Regions from separate parts of the Sus scrofa genome. Here regions 2, 3, 4 and 5 are each linked to region 1. A link is a contact called in public HiChIP or PLAC-seq and promoter capture Hi-C data. All regions are on one chromosome and are shown on one strand. Each heading gives the region's core, a stretch centred on a gene start, on an enhancer-like site or on the middle of the called end of the contact. The rest is flanking DNA. Distances are from core to core; before and after follow the strand shown. Region 1 holds the start of CIPC (CLOCK-interacting pacemaker). Region 2 holds the start of ANGEL1 (protein angel homolog 1). Region 3 holds the start of GSTZ1 (glutathione S-transferase zeta 1). Region 4 has its middle 35 kb from the start of LRRC74A. Region 5 has its middle 68 kb from the start of LRRC74A.

Region 1 (2,825 bases), core at 105-2,604:
GTAGCCTCTTGCCACAGTCACAGCAACGCCAACTACGTCTGTGACCTACACAGTCACAGCAAAGCCAACTACGTCTGTGACCTACACCACAGATACTTAACCCACCGAGTGAGGCCAGGGATCCAACCTGCATCCTCATGGACAGTAGTTGGGTTGTTACCTTGGAGCCACTGTGGGAACCTCTACCTGTCCTTAAAGCTTTACCTTCTGGTCTCTCCACTGCCAACAACAAACAAAACAAGCAGGTTATTCTTTACTCCCTTGATTTTATTAACTAGATTTTGTTCAGATCCCCCTGGCATTTATCACATTCTCGCTCATACTGTTTATCAGAACGTCTTTATTCCCCATACCAGATTCTAAGGTAACTGAAGGCAAAAACTGTTTTAGTCTGCCTCAAGATGAGGCAATATGGCTTAATGGTTTAGGACCAGGGCTTAGTAGTTTCGTCATCATCGGCATAAACTTCAGTGCCCTCCTCTATAAAATGGAAACGTTAACAGCAACTTCATTAATTTGTACAGGCATCACAAGAGAATTCGTGAAAACTGCTTGGCTCTTAATGACTTGCTAATTTTTAACTATGGTTTTCACTCCCTCCATGCCCCAAACAAAAGCCTTACATGCTGTAGGCTATTCGTTGGTGGCCCTTATCCTAATAAATACATTCATGCCCAGTAATGTGTTAGCACTCTCTGTATCTGGAGGACTAACATGATTACCCATGACCTAGCGCTCGCAACTTGGCAAGGCTTGGATTACCAACATAGGGTGATTCCCCCTGCCTCATCATCTAGATCAGCGCCCTCCAATATAACTTTCTGTGATGCTGGCAATGTGCTGTACAAAATCTGCACTGTCCCCAAAGTAGCCATTAGCTACATGTGGTTACTGAGGACTTGAAAAGTGGACAGTTTGAATGTGAAACCCAATTTTTGCATGTTTAAAAATTAGTTTCAATTGTCCCCTAATGATTAGTGGCTATCCTACTGGACAGGGTACCTCTGGAATTTGCCTGGGCTAATTAACACTGTTAAATTCACCCATGTCCTCTTTTTCAACTGCGAAGTTTTTCCTAGTCTAAGAAGTAACCTTCACTGATTCAGCACATCAGAACTTCAACTGATCTTAACCTTTTCTTCAGCTAATACACATGTGCTCCTTGTAATACTTCAAGAAGTGGCGTGAGAAAGAGAATCCATGTGAAACCCAGCACTAAGGTTTGCTGCACAGGACAAAGTGAGTCATACATCAAATGACATGAAATCAGCAGACAAAAATACTGATTGCATCGCTGCCTCGTGAAGCACCGGGAGGGCTGGCAGGGAACGCAAACCAGCCGCCGTGCCAGGCGTGGCAACCACGTGAGCTGTGAGCTGGGCGGTCCGGGCCAGCCTCCTTCGGGCGGAGACAAGGCCAGGCTACCCGCCTGCCCTCCCACGCCGGCCGCTTCCGCTCTTGCTCGCGTGCAAGTCAGCATGGCCTGCTACGCTCCCGAACCCTAAAGGCGTCCTGGCTTACAAGCCGAAAGAGTCATTTCCCCCAGGCAACCCCCACCCCCACCCCCAGGAAAATCACGCCGCCTGCCTTGTCAGCTAGAAGCCGGCGCAGCCCGGCTTCCCCAGGCCCCGCCTCGGAACCGCCCCCGCCCGCCGCCGCTCAGGGCTCTAGGTCCCTGTACAAAATGGCGGCCAGGCCTGCGGAACCAACCATAGAGACTCCCGCCTTCCAAAGACAGAGCGCCGGCTCGTAAGGGCGTTTGCCCCTCCCGGAGAGGCGTGTCGGCGCCCTCTTGCCGAGGGGGCGGGAACACCGTGCGCCTCCGAGTGCCTTTCTAGACCAATGAGCCGTCTCGGTGGTGCCGGGTCCTCCGAGCTGGGTCACGTGGCCGGCGAAACCCGCGGCGGAGGCTGGGGGAGGAGAAATGGGCAGGAGGCCCGGGGATAGCTTGAGATCCCACGACGACGGGGTTGTCATGGAGTTGCTGGGCCGGGCTTGCGCATGCGCCACCTTAGTCCTGAGTTGTCTGGTCGTGGAGCGGCGACCCCGGTCCTAGGTGAGAAAGGGGAGGCTTGAGGGGAAAGGGAAAGGATTTGAGCGAGGAACACGGGGAAAGGAGGTGGGAGGAGGGGAGAGAAGGGAGGCGAGGTAAGCAAGAGGGAGAGTGGGCACTTTCGGGGGACCGAGGGCCAAACGGTGGGACCTGGGGGTGGTGCGTCCCTCCCTCATTCAGTTGGTTGGTTTTGCTGCGAGGGTCGAGCCTGCGTAGGAGAGGAAATCGCGGGTGAGGAGGGGGTTGTGGGGGTGGGGCGGAAATGGGATGAGACCGTTTGGGCCGGTGGGTTCAGGTCTGGCCCTGGGGGCAGCAGCCTGCTGGGCTTCCGGGCGTTGGGGGACAGTCTGGAGGCCAGCCGAGCTGTGAGCAGAGGGGCAGGGAACGGGCAGGTGAGTGGACGCCAAGGCTGGCAACCCTCTGAGGGTCTTGGGCGTCCAATTTGGTGATGGGAGATAGTGCTCCGTTCTGAGCCCGGGGCACAGGTGTGCTGTCTTTCCCAGAGACCTGCTGTCACCCACTTTGCTGGTTATTTCTTCAGGGTGACCACCTTTCCAGGCGTGGTGCCAGGAGGTGGGGAAGTGGAGAGAAGGTGGGCAGAGCCAAGTAAGGAGTTAGTGGTTAGTGTGGGTGGGCTGGGGAGAGCTCTGATCCAGGCCCAGGGCCCAGGCCGCAGCCAGGCTCTCTATTATTGCCCAGTCCTGGCAGTTTGCTCTGGGAGGCTGGTGGTATGCCAGTCACAGCACAGTCCTGGGGTCTGCCCAGTTCTGCC
Region 2 (2,825 bases), core at 169-2,668, 220 kb before region 1:
ACATTATGTAAATGGGTAGGAGGAAGTAGCCCCTTCTCTGAGATACCTAAAACTCTGACTGCTGGTCTAGAAACCTCCAGACTAGACATAGGCTACCATTATGGACATCGGCAAAGCTCCAGAAAGGACAGCAACATGGTTAGAATATGTACTAGTTCTCTGAAAACGTGACTTCTGTGGAGTTTCTCATTCCTCAGAAGTATGTACACACAAAACAGCTCTAAATTGAGTGCCTACTATACTCTGGGCAGTATGCTAGCACTAGGTACAGTGAGCAAAATAGACATGGCCCAGCTCTCCTGAAGCCTGCATTCTAGTGGCAGATACAGACATACACATAAATACATTAAATAAGTATTTTATATGAAATATATGACAAAAATTACACACACGCACTGTGTAAAGTTCCAAAAAGGAAAAGCACAGATAGCATACGGACATCTTATTTTTAAGAAAGTCCTTCTTGGTCTGTCCTGCTCCCTAAATGCCAGAGAAAAGTCGGGATTCTGCGGGATCTCTGAGGGGAACTGACGCTCTCATAAGAGCCGCAGAAATGTCAAAGACCAGAAATGGGGAGCAGCAGGCAGATCCCGACAAAGTCAGTAACTCTTCTCTAGGTACCCGCTGGGCATTGCCTACACCCCGCTACATCGCTAAACGCACGGGACATTGCTTCAAAGCTGAGGTTTCAAGGTCTCTCTGGATTCTGAGCATCCGTTTTTTCAACCAAAGTCTCCGCTGAGAGGTGGCTGTGAAAGGTGAGGGTGAAGTTGACCAGGGGACAACTGGTCGTCCAGGTCTTCAGCCCACAGACCCCCAGGGCCGTCTGGCCCCTGTCCACAGAGAATTCGGGCATTCGCCTCGTCCCCGAGTGGCCAACCCTCCCCGACCCCCAAGGCAGTGACTCAGCGGCCCCCCCCCCCGCCCGCCCGCCGCCAGCTTCTCTGTGCCCCCAGGCCATAGAGGGGGCGGCTCCTGCCCCTCCCCCAACCCCCTCCCAGGCAACTGTGGCCCGACGCCTCCAAATGACAGGCGTGAGGACAGGGCCGCCCACGAGGGTCGCCGGCCAGGCCTGGGGGCTTATGGACTCTAGGACGAGCACGGTGGGACCGAGGGCTGCCTCCCAACACCTTGGCTTGGTACTGCCAGGGGAAGGTGGTCGTAAGGCAGGCAACGCCGCACGCCGACCCAGGCCCCGCGGGGCCCGGCCGAGGCAGGCCCGGGCCTGGCACCCGCCTGTCAGGACGCGGGGCCGGTACCTGAGAGGGCGCGGAAGAGGCGCGCGGCCGGCAGCAGCAGGTAACACAGGCACGACGCGATCATGGCCGGCCGCCCGCGCCCGCCCGCACCTGCCTACTCTCCTCGCCTCCGCCCGCCGGTCTCCCTAGGTTCGGCCCCGCCCCCGACTAGCCCCGCCCTGGCCCCGCCCCCGGCCGGCTCACGTGGCACCGCTGTACTTCAACAACAACTTTATTGGGAGCGCAAGGAATGCCCGGCGCCCGCGGGGCCGGGAAGCCGGTTCCCAAGGCAACCGACCCGACCCAGTCTGGCTCCTTGCAGCTGCGGAAGCGCCCAGGGTTTGAAGTGAAACCCCTCCCTCCGAGGCACCATAGTATTATTTAGAGTCCACAGTTTCATTTCCACCTCTTCCACCTAACGAGGTGTCCACTTTGGGGCTGTCACGTGACCTCAGTTCCCTCTTTTGTAAAGTGAAGTGATGGACTTTTGTCTAAGGCCTCACCCGGCTCTGACTTCTTTGATCTTGCCAGTCCCAGCCCAGATTGGCCGGAACAAGCTCTTCCCCCATTTTCCTCCTTTCCCTAACTCTTCCCCACCTCAGATTCTAAGTCACACATTGAGTCCACAGCTTGCTTCAGCACATAAGATTTTGTCTCCCTCCTCATCTTGTTCCAAATGGGCCCTTTTTCCCCTAATCTGGAAAAAAAATGTGTCCCATTGATAAGGGAGCCAAAAGAGGGGGGTGAACCCTCCACAAGGGCAAGGGGACCGAGTCCGATTGGTTGATTGGTTTTCCTTGAGGTTTCTTTGCAGCGTCTGTGACAGAACCAGGCAAATAGTAGGGACCAAACAAACCTTTGTTGACTGAATGAACAAAACATAAGTCCCTTAAAAAAAAAGCCCAGTTCTTCCATCAACTCTGTGCTGCCCAAACCTCTTTCTCTCTTCCTTAATCCTACCCTCAAGTCTTCTGCCCCAACCACACTGTAAAGAAGGGGAGATCATTTAACACTCCCAATCTCAGTACCCAGTGTCTGAGCTGCGCCATTTCCAATTTGTGGCTGGAGCCTCGGTTGTTCAGGGAAGCCCTCTGGAGAGTCACCAGATCCAGGACCAGCTGGGTACATCATAACACTGAAAGGCTGAAAGGAGGAAGGAAACAGTCAGTATTGAGGCCTGCGGAGGTTTTCCCCTTAGTTCTAGGGGCAGTGTGTGTCTTGCTGCAGCAGCCCTCCTACCTGGACCAGAGATGAAGCAGAGGCCCCAGGGACAATCTGAAGGTTGTGAAGCCTCTTAGAAACTAGCAGGCAAGTGTTAGCTCTACCTAAGGAGCTCCCAAAGTCAGACTGACTCTGTTGAAATGGCTTAAATAATCCTTCCAGGTAGGTCCTTCCATTTTATCCAAATAATTACCCAGAAGTCCAAGATTCAAATCAGATCCTAAATCAAGGTACTTATCTAGGGACCAAGATTTATAAAATGATGATTCCCTTAACATTTGGGAATGTTTTTAAAATACAACTTCCTAGGTCCTCATCCCAGGGTTCTAATTTAACAGAACGGAGATGGGGCCCTAACACTCACCA
Region 3 (2,825 bases), core at 107-2,606, 210 kb after region 1:
TTTAAATGAGGGACTTCATGGTAATTATTGGCAATGACACCAAAAATCAGAGGTCAGTCTAAACACCTATGTACAGATGCTAATGGATAAAAGATTGGCCTTAGACTACTTCCCAGCTATCTGAAATAAGACTTACTGGTCCTTCCCTCTCAACCCCCCCACCCATCCAACCCCTCCACACACAAACTTCTTGGCCAAACAAATGAACAATTTTCAGAGAGTATAAAACTTTTCCTCCTTCTTGATGGAAACTTTAAAGTTTACTTAATGAAATTTGACTTCCACAACTTAGTCCTACAAAATAAAACCTTTAAGGAAATATGTCTCTCCTCAAAGGATGGTCCTGGGACGCTTGGACACACGAGTTGTTTCGGTTGTCGAGAATAAGGCGCCCAGTTAGGCATGCTCCCCTCCACTGATGCCTGGAATTACTGTAGAAGAGGAACTCAGGCCTTAGGAAATTCTGTACTAAGATTCTCCTGGGAAAGTTCAAAGCCACAATTTGAGAGCCAGGTGAGACGTTGCAGCATAACCTACAAGACATGTGACTACTTCCTCAGATCCTAAAGAATCCCACTGCCATTCACCAGAGCAAAAATGACTCCTCTCATAGAGACTGCGCCTGGCCAGAAACCTGTTTCCCTTCCAGCGCGGCCCCGTCCCTGGGCTGCGAATCCCGCCCCCTCCATGCCCCGGACCAATGAGAAGGCGCGTCATTCCCTCCCAGTTGCCATGGTGCCGAGTCCCTCCCATTACTCACCAGATGTGCGGCGGCTGGTCCAGACGATGGAAGCGGGTGGCGAAGGACATTAGCGTCACCAGGGCCAGTAGAGCCCACTGGCCGACCGCCTCGAAGCGCCGCGAGCCCGGAACAGGCCGTTTGGGGCTCCGCGCTGTAGTCTCGGCAGCCGCATCCGCGCCCACGGCCCTTGGAGCCTGGGACCCACAGCGGCCCCTCCGGGGACGCAGCTCGGACCCTGCCAGGCCTCCGCCCACCGCCGGTGGCATCCTTACCCTTCTCAGGATGGCCCTCCGGCCTGCAAGCGCGCTGGGTCTTGCGAGCTGTCCGGCCAAGAAGTTACCAAGGGACTTCTCGGGGTTCCTTGGGAAATGTAGTTCCCTGCGCCGGCAGCAGGGCGCCAGGCCCCGGCCTCTAGGCTGGGCGGGGAGTGCGGTCGCCGCCCGGGCCGCTAGGAGGCGGCCAGTGGCGCAGAGCATGACTTCCGGGCGGGCCGGGCCCGGAAGAAAACAGGAGCAAAGAACTACAATTCCCAGCAGCCCCCGGGGCGGAGGCGGGGCGGAAAGGGCGGGGCCAGCCAGAAGAGCCCTAAAAGCTCGTTCTAATCCAACCCTTCACGTTACCGACACGAAAACCGAAGTTCTGACGTGTCGGGATCTCACTGGGCCTAAATCGTCGACGGGTCAGAGTCTTAGGCGTGAAGTTTCCTGGTCGGGAAGAAAGGTCGTCTGAATTAGGAGATGCAAGCGGGGAAGGTCTGTGCCACGCATCAGGGGAGAGGGGGCGCTACTTGCTGGGTGGGCGAGTTCAAAGGTGAGCCGCTCGGCCCCGCCCCCAGCTCCGACAGCGACTCCCAGCATGCTGTTGGCTGCGGTGGCCCCTTTCTGCGCCTGCGCGCTGTCCGCTGGGGCCTGTGGTCGAGGCAGGATTGGCCCCGCAGCGCTGCGTCCAGGTGTAGCGTCCCGGGCTTGGTTGGTGCCCTTGCGCTTCACCTTTCTCCCCCTACCCGATCTTCTAGAACTTCCGAACGTTGTCCCTCGTCTCCCTTTTTGGCGCAGCACTGCATGTCTCTTTCCCGACCAGGCCGCACGATAGGTCCAATCGGTTAACATATGGCCTTACAGGGTTGTTTGCATTTTGAAGGGGTTTGCATTGCTAGGGGCGAGGGGAGGCTGTGGCACTTTTCGTCATCACAATCACTTGGGGAACTTAACCGGTTTTAATTTGCGTCTCCTGGGCCCGCCCCAGAACCACTGTATCAATCTCTGGAGGAAGGAACCCAGAATCTGCATGTTTAATAAGCTCCCTGTTGAAACTTATTAAAGTTTGTGAAAGAGCCGCTATTTGAGCTCAAAGGAAGGTGGTGGCACATCAGGCGGAATATAGCACCACTTTCACAATGTGTAACCCTTTCACGTCCAAATGGGATTATAGGAGTCTTTCTTGAAAATCGTGTGTAAGAAATGGTTTAAAAATAAAATCTGAGAGTTCCCACCATAGTGGGGATATGCTGTAAGGCACCTTCGATCCCCAGCCCCATATAGTGGGTTAAGGATCTGCCTTGCTGCAGCTACAGCTCAGATTCAGTCCTTGGCCTGAGAACCTCCATATGCTGTGGATGTAGCCTTAAAAAGAAAAACAAAAGTGAGAAAAAAAATAAAAGGCTATTTTTCTTTTCTGTCTTTTTTTTTTTTTTTTTTTTTTTTTTTTAGGGCTGCACCCATAGCATGTAAATGTTCCCAGGCTAGGGGTTGAATCGGAGCTGTAGCCACTGGCCTACACCATAGTCACAGCAAGGCTGGATCAGAGCCGCATCTGAGAGTACACCACAGCTGACCGCAACACCGGATCCTTAACCCAGTGAGTGAGGCCAGGGATGGAACCCGCATCCTCATGGATGCTAGTCAGGTTCATTAACTGCTGAGCCACGGAACTCCTAAAAGGCTATTTTTCTAAGTAAATAACTATCTGCTAGAGTGATCAGAATCGATACTTGAATTGGAAAAAGTTCCTCCAGGAGTGATGATGGGCTTAAAATTTTGCTCTACAAATGCAAAAAGAACATGAAATGGTTTGTGCAGTTAAT
Region 4 (2,825 bases), core at 99-2,598, 170 kb before region 1:
GGCCTGGGGCTCAGGCCTGGCCTCGTTACAGTGGAGTTCCTCTCCTAAGAGGGAGGGGGTGTGGGGAGTTGCAGGCCCAGTGGGATACATTAATGGCCAAACTGAGCAGCCATGGGTTTTTTCCCCTTTTTTGGCCTCCCCTCGGTATGTAGAGTTCTCCAGCCAGGGATCTGAGCTGTAGTTTCTACCTACCTTGCAGCTGAGGCAACTCCAGATCCTATAACCCACCGCACCACCACAGGGGATTGAACCCGCATCCTGGCTCTGCAGAGATGCCTTCGATCCTGTTGTGTGGCCATCTTTTGAAACACCCAAGTACGGGGTCTTTGAAACGCCATGGGAGACATTCCAAGGCTTAAACCTTAAGACCTGAATCCAAGGCTTAAGACCTGAGTGAAATCAAAAGAATTTCTCCAGAATCTTAAAAATTGGAGGTGGTGGGAAGGCGGGGGCCATCTGCACTGTGTAGGCCATTCAGGGGACACAGTGGACACCTGGACTTTTCCGTGGCTGCTGGAGTCTGAACCCCCTTCCTGGGCTGGGGGTGTCCCTGGAAGGGACAGCTGGGACTTGCAGCTGGGATGTGGGCGCATGCCCACACCAGACACGGACTCCCTCAGCTCGGGTTAGGAGCCAGCAACCAAAGAAGTAAAGAGTACAGAGAACTCCTTTGCCGCTTGGCCGAGCCCCCAAGCAGTGGTGGTGGCGATGCTGGTGGGATGGTTCTGGGTGCTGGGCCTTCAGGTCAGCGGTGCCCACTTCAGCCTCCGGTGTGTGGCCATGGTGGCAGCTGCAGTGTCCTCAGGCGACCAACCTGCCTTGTCAAGTGAGGCCTTGGGATCGGTTTTGTTTGGTTTTGTTTTAAACAAAAGAAAACAATGATTGGCAAGGCAAGCCTGTGTCCTAAACACTGGCTGCCGACCAGTAGACTTGATCTAGAGGAAAGGAAGAGCTCTCCTTCGGGAAGCAGACATCCTGGAGGAAAAGGGCAGTGTGGGGGTGGGGGCGGCTCTCTGGGGCTCAGAATTGCCTTTTAAGGGGGGGACAGTGGTATGACCCCTGGAGGGCTGTTTTGTTGTTTTGCCACTTCTTAGGGAGTCTGTGGGTGAATTGGGGTGAGGCTGCCTGGCGGGCTGCTGCTTGACCAGGATGAATGAGACTAGCTCTTGTGTGGGCCTCTGTGTGTTAACAGTATAATCAAGAGCATGACAGGTCTTTTTCCCAGTTCCTGGCACAGGCTTTAGAAACCCTCAGAATTTCTTGAGTGACAGGAGTGTTGTCTTTATGCTAATAAGGTGACTCAGATTGGGGCCCTAGAAGGCTAGACCAATCACGTGAGCAGATGTTGGAACTTTCAGCCAATAGGAGCACAGGGGGGTGGAGTCTGTGTTCTCTTATTAGCCCCAGTTCAATCAGTCCTGAGTGATGAAGCCCCAGTGAAAATGCTGAACCCTGAGGCTCAGTGGAGGCTTCCCGGGAGATGACTTCCCCCGACTCCAAGGGGCGAGGGCATAGGAGCTCTGCCCTCCCTCTCATATCTTGCCCTGCGAATCTCTTACCTTGGGCTGCTCACGAGTCATATCCTTTATAATGAAATTGCTATCATTTTTTTGAGAGAGTTCTATAGGTCACACAGTGAATTATCAAATCTAAGGGGTCATAGAAACCCTCTGCTTTGTAGCTGGCTTGTCAGAAATGCAGGTGTCCTGGGGAGGGGGCTGAGACTTTAACCTGTGGAATCTGATGTTAACTCCAGGAGGTTAGCGTCAGAATTGCACTGCAGTTTCACCCCAGGCGGTGTTATCCCAGGTGCAGTGGAAATGGAACACGTGTACAAAAAAATCATGCTCACATTTGAATCACAGGACGTGATATGTGTATGCAAGGGTGTCCATGCTCAACAGAAACGGCTCTCCCAGGTACTAACCCCCACCTGCCTGCTTTCAATACAGCCCCTCCCAGCCAGCCCCTCTCTCCCGGCTGTACCTCTATTTTCCCAGCAGAGGGAGCTCCAACCCCACAAGTCCTCCGACTCTGCACAGCGCTTCAGCTCTAAGGCAGGGTTGGGGGAAGCACAGAAAAAGAAAATAGAACTCCAGACTGGCTCAGGGAAATCAGACTCTTATTAGATGGCTGAAAAGGGAAGCAACGCAGCTGGCTTCAGGGACACAGCTCACGTCAAGGGAGCCTGGGCCAGAGCCCTCAATCTGCCCACATGGGCAGATACAGCTTCTGTGGAGCCTGAGTTTGTACAAATTGGGGACCCTCTCTTAAAAACATATTTACAAATATAAATAAGATATAGAAAGTGGATGTATATTTTGGATGAGGAAAAAAGTCACAACAAATGAAGAATTTTAAAGAGCTGGAGTTCCCGTCGTGGTGCAGTGGTGAATGAATCCGACTAGGAACCATGAGGTTGCGGGTTCGATCCCTGGCCTTGCTCAGTGGATTAAGGATCTGGCGTTGCCATGAGCTGTGGTGTAGTTTGCAGACGCGGCTCGGATCCCGCATTGCTGTGGCTCTGGCTTCAGCTGGCTGCTACAGCTCCGATTCGACCCCTAGCCTGGGAATGTCCATATGCCGAGGGAGTGGCCCAAGAAATAGCAAAAAGAGAAAATAAATAAATAAATAGCTGACAATGGCATAAGGATTGAATCTACCCCGCGCCTTGAAAGGGGGCCCACTGAGTAGCTTCTCTGTAACTGGGCCCCCGCCTGCATGTCAGTCAGCAGGGATCAGACCCCTTCCTGATGGAAAGTCCAGTTTGCTTCCTGAGCCCATCCTGCCATGAAAATGGGCTGGAGGACTGAACCCCAAAGATT
Region 5 (2,825 bases), core at 147-2,646, 140 kb before region 1:
TCTTAATTTCCACCCCTGCCCTGCATCGTTGCATGTCAAAACCATCAGGAACCGTGGAGCCGGCCTTGTCTGCATTTTAGGTCTAAGGACCCTGAGCCCAGACGAATATTTTTCTTGTGGCTGGTGGGCGCCTCGCCGAGCCTGCTAATCCGGGCTGGCCACCGCTCATCCCTCGAGGCAGGGTACCCGGCCTTCCTTAGCAACCGCCGCTGAATCATGGCAGAGAGCTCTTGCTCGTGGGATCTGGCCCCCTGGGTGGGTCCCTGTAAAGAAGCCATACTTGAGAGCCTGGCAGGGCTGGCGAGAGGAAGCACGTGGGCTCTGTGCTGGCACAGGGCCGTCTGCCCCTCCGCCCCCGCGAGAACCCGTGACAAACAACCTTGCCTGGTGCCCAAGCGCCTGCCAAGCCCTGTAGCAGTAAAACCCTGGCAGCCTCAGCAAGGAGTCCAATTTCAGCCCAGCGGGTGGGGAAACCAAGGCAGCAAGAGCCCAGTGTGACCAAGCTCACGCACAGGGCTGACAACCAGAGGCCAGGCGTCCAGGGCTGCACGCTGAGCCCTGAGCCCTTGGGCCACCCTAGCCAAGGCTCTGGGCCTGGCACAGAGCGGGAACAAATGTTTCCCAGATTCCTGTCGGCAGCGGAGCCCAGAGAAAGGCCCAGAGCTTTCCATCCATGAGTCCTCACTGTGGTCCCCTCTCTCCAAGGGAAATAGAACCTCTGAGCCCCCACCCCCACCCCAGGAGCCCCCTGGGGCATCAGGTCCAGGCCCGGAATCCAGCTTAGAGCATTCCAGCTCCCAGCTGAGTGCCTGGAACAGCAGACATCAAAAACCTGGCAGGCGGAGGAAGAAGGGAAGATTAGATCATTCCAGCAGAATGAAGGCAGCGGAGAAACGGAGGGGGGTGGAGGGACAGAGGCCAAGAATGTTTCAAGGCAACCTGAAAACTCCTTGAGATTAAAGCAGGCCCAGACACTGGCGGTTTCCCCACGGCCTGAGTTACTGGCCGAGAAAACCTGGCGTGTCTCCGCCCTCCTGGTGTGTGTGTGGGCGGGGGGGGGGGGGGGGGGCTGGTCCACACATGTGTGCAGTGTGGGTACCGAAGGGTTACGAAGGCCAGGGGAGCAGTGCACACGTGTTCGGTGCTCTGTGTGCAGACACACATTTAGGCACAAAACCCACCTGTGCAGGTATTCACAGGAGTGGGTACATGTGTTTGCGTGCAGTCCCCAAACATGTTTTCACCAAGCTCAAGGAGAAGCAATCAGTCATCTCCGAGGAATCTTAGCAACAGCCATCCCCAGAAAAGGCTCCTGCCAACTGGAGCTGCGATGAGTCAGCAGAGGCGGCCGTGGGAGGCGGAGAGCTCTCACCCCGGAGCCGGCCTCCCCCTCCCCCGGCCTGGCCGCCTCGCCTGGGTCACTGCTTTGGCACCGATGTCCCAGCACACATTCCTGGAACTGGCCAGCACAGGCCGCTCAAGGGTTTTTCCCTCCTCCTCCCTCTCCTCTCCTCGCCCATTCTGTCCCGCCCCACACCCGCCCTTTTATTTTTCCTTCTTGCTGCAAAACCAAAACACCGCACTCTCGAGTTCAAGAACTGCAGCCAGATGGCAGGAACCGGCGGTGGAGAGGTTGGGACCAGGAGCTGCCGGGGCCCAAGGAGGCTGGGGGTTGAGGATGCCTCCTGTCTGGCTGCCAAGGGCCCTACTGGGGACTGCTGAGTTGGGCTTAAGTCCTGAGGGGGCTAAAGTGTCATTGCCTGGGGCTCCAGGGAACACGAGTTCAAGTGGTGGCTCCACGGTATCTCCCTCTGCCCCTAGCAGAGCCCGAGGTTGCGAACACAGATGAAGGGCGGGCGGAGGGTGAGCAGAGGAAGAGAAGCACCAAGATTAATCACGGCTCTATTGCCTGAGTGCGTGTTCATTTTATCTACCCAGCAGCCCTTGGAGTGGTAGAATTATCTCCGTTTACAGATGGGGAGATGGAGGTGTAGACAGGTAAAGGGATTTGGCCCAAGGTCACGCAGCTATTAGCAATGGAGCTGGATGGAATGAAACCCGGCTGGAGCCGCCTCGGGGGCTTTAACGGACAGACCACACAGCCTTTCTTTCTTCCCAGGCTTCACCTACCCTGCGTGTGCCAGGATCACTGCACCTACAAAAACTAAATACAATAAAAACAAAAAAGCCTGGTGCTGTCCCTGCTCCCTCTCCCCTCCCAAGCAAATCAGATCTGGGTGAAAAGCCATCTGCAACCTCAGCAGCGGCGGTGGAAGCAGGGGCAGGAACAGCCTGGCCCAGCCTGAATCCCTGGCCTCTTTACTGGAGGCAGGAAATGAATAAAAGCTAAATGAGTTTGAAAATGCCAGGAGGCAGTGTTTATCCCCTTCTCCCTCCCCCTCCCCTGGCAAGGACCGTGTATAGTTACAGTTTAATCTTGGAAATGCCAGACAGCTGTTCCCCGTTGCTAAGAGACTGGCCCACATTATGCAGATGTCAGGGACCTCAAATGTCTGCCGGAAATTACAGATCATGTTGGAGGAGCAGAGGGGCCTTCTCTCGGCTGGGGAAGCGCAGCGGGAGACCCCCGAAGGGGGTGTGGATCGCAGGAAGGAGGGGCCCACCCCTTCCGGGTCTCCCCCTCGAAGGCTCTGGATCCGTCACTGTGCCCTCTCTGCTGCCCTGGCTCCCTCCACCCCACCCCCACCAGGTCTTCCTCCTTTGATGGCTCTGCTGATGCCCATTCTACCCACCCCCCCACTGCAGTTTTCCTTCTGGGGCATCTTTCTTCACTCCAGTGTCTCTCTATTTGTCAGGTAACCTTC

The links. Promoter capture Hi-C pulls out the DNA fragments that hold promoters and counts their contacts. HiChIP or PLAC-seq counts read pairs in DNA pulled down with a chosen protein or histone mark.
Region 2: a contact with region 1 is called in an H3K27ac HiChIP or PLAC-seq map of alveolar macrophages. The contact joins the promoter of ANGEL1 here to the promoter of CIPC in region 1. A contact is called at or near these places in 1 of 5 promoter capture datasets (fetal liver), 2 of 47 Hi-C or Micro-C datasets (heart right ventricle and liver) and 1 of 2 datasets of contacts at active chromatin or transcription factors (alveolar macrophages).
Region 3: a promoter capture Hi-C map of liver shows a contact between it and region 1, with 5 times the contacts expected there. The contact joins the promoter of GSTZ1 here to the promoter of CIPC in region 1. A contact is called at or near these places in 2 of 5 promoter capture datasets (fetal skeletal muscle and liver), 4 of 47 Hi-C or Micro-C datasets (heart right ventricle, liver and skeletal muscle) and 2 of 2 datasets of contacts at active chromatin or transcription factors (alveolar macrophages and skeletal muscle).
Region 4: a contact with region 1 is called in an H3K27ac HiChIP or PLAC-seq map of alveolar macrophages. The contact joins the enhancer-like site here to the promoter of CIPC in region 1. A contact is called at or near these places in 5 of 5 promoter capture datasets (fetal liver, fetal skeletal muscle, liver and 1 more), 4 of 47 Hi-C or Micro-C datasets (embryonic fibroblasts, epiblast stem cells, skeletal muscle and 1 more) and 2 of 2 datasets of contacts at active chromatin or transcription factors (alveolar macrophages and skeletal muscle).
Region 5: an H3K27ac HiChIP or PLAC-seq map of skeletal muscle shows a contact between it and region 1. The contact joins the enhancer-like site here to the promoter of CIPC in region 1. A contact is called at or near these places in 5 of 5 promoter capture datasets (fetal liver, fetal skeletal muscle, liver and 1 more), 8 of 47 Hi-C or Micro-C datasets (embryonic fibroblasts, fibroblasts, heart right ventricle and 3 more) and 2 of 2 datasets of contacts at active chromatin or transcription factors (alveolar macrophages and skeletal muscle).

Annotation. Positions count from the first base shown.
Region 1 is chr7:100,179,035-100,181,859 of Sscrofa11.1, forward strand. It overlaps CIPC (CLOCK-interacting pacemaker), which reads left to right and starts at 1,355. Exons shown (of 4, transcript XM_013978333.2): 1 at 1,355-2,056.
Region 2 is chr7:99,958,023-99,960,847 of Sscrofa11.1, forward strand. It overlaps ANGEL1 (protein angel homolog 1), which reads right to left and starts at 1,419. Exons shown (of 10, transcript XM_021099540.1): 1 at 1,260-1,419. The coding sequence starts at 1,323.
Region 3 is chr7:100,390,916-100,393,740 of Sscrofa11.1, forward strand. It overlaps GSTZ1 (glutathione S-transferase zeta 1), which reads left to right and starts at 1,357. Exons shown (of 9, transcript NM_001243638.1): 1 at 1,357-1,494. The coding sequence starts at 1,480. POMT2 (protein O-mannosyl-transferase 2) reads right to left here and starts at 1,249. Exons shown (of 21, transcript XM_001926162.6): 1 at 761-1,249. The coding sequence starts at 1,218.
Region 4 is chr7:100,008,288-100,011,112 of Sscrofa11.1, forward strand. No RefSeq gene overlaps it. Among named protein-coding and RNA genes, the nearest start is that of LRRC74A, 35 kb to the left of the region's middle. Within about 2 kb of position 1,349, at least 31 of the 83 cell types and tissues checked have an H3K27ac peak or open chromatin away from gene starts, as enhancers often do. A contact at or near this core is called in alveolar macrophages, embryonic fibroblasts and subcutaneous adipose tissue, where this site is marked.
Region 5 is chr7:100,040,810-100,043,634 of Sscrofa11.1, forward strand. No RefSeq gene overlaps it. Among named protein-coding and RNA genes, the nearest start is that of LRRC74A, 68 kb to the left of the region's middle. Within about 2 kb of position 1,397, at least 66 of the 83 cell types and tissues checked have an H3K27ac peak or open chromatin away from gene starts, as enhancers often do. A contact at or near this core is called in alveolar macrophages, embryonic fibroblasts, fetal liver and 4 more, where this site is marked.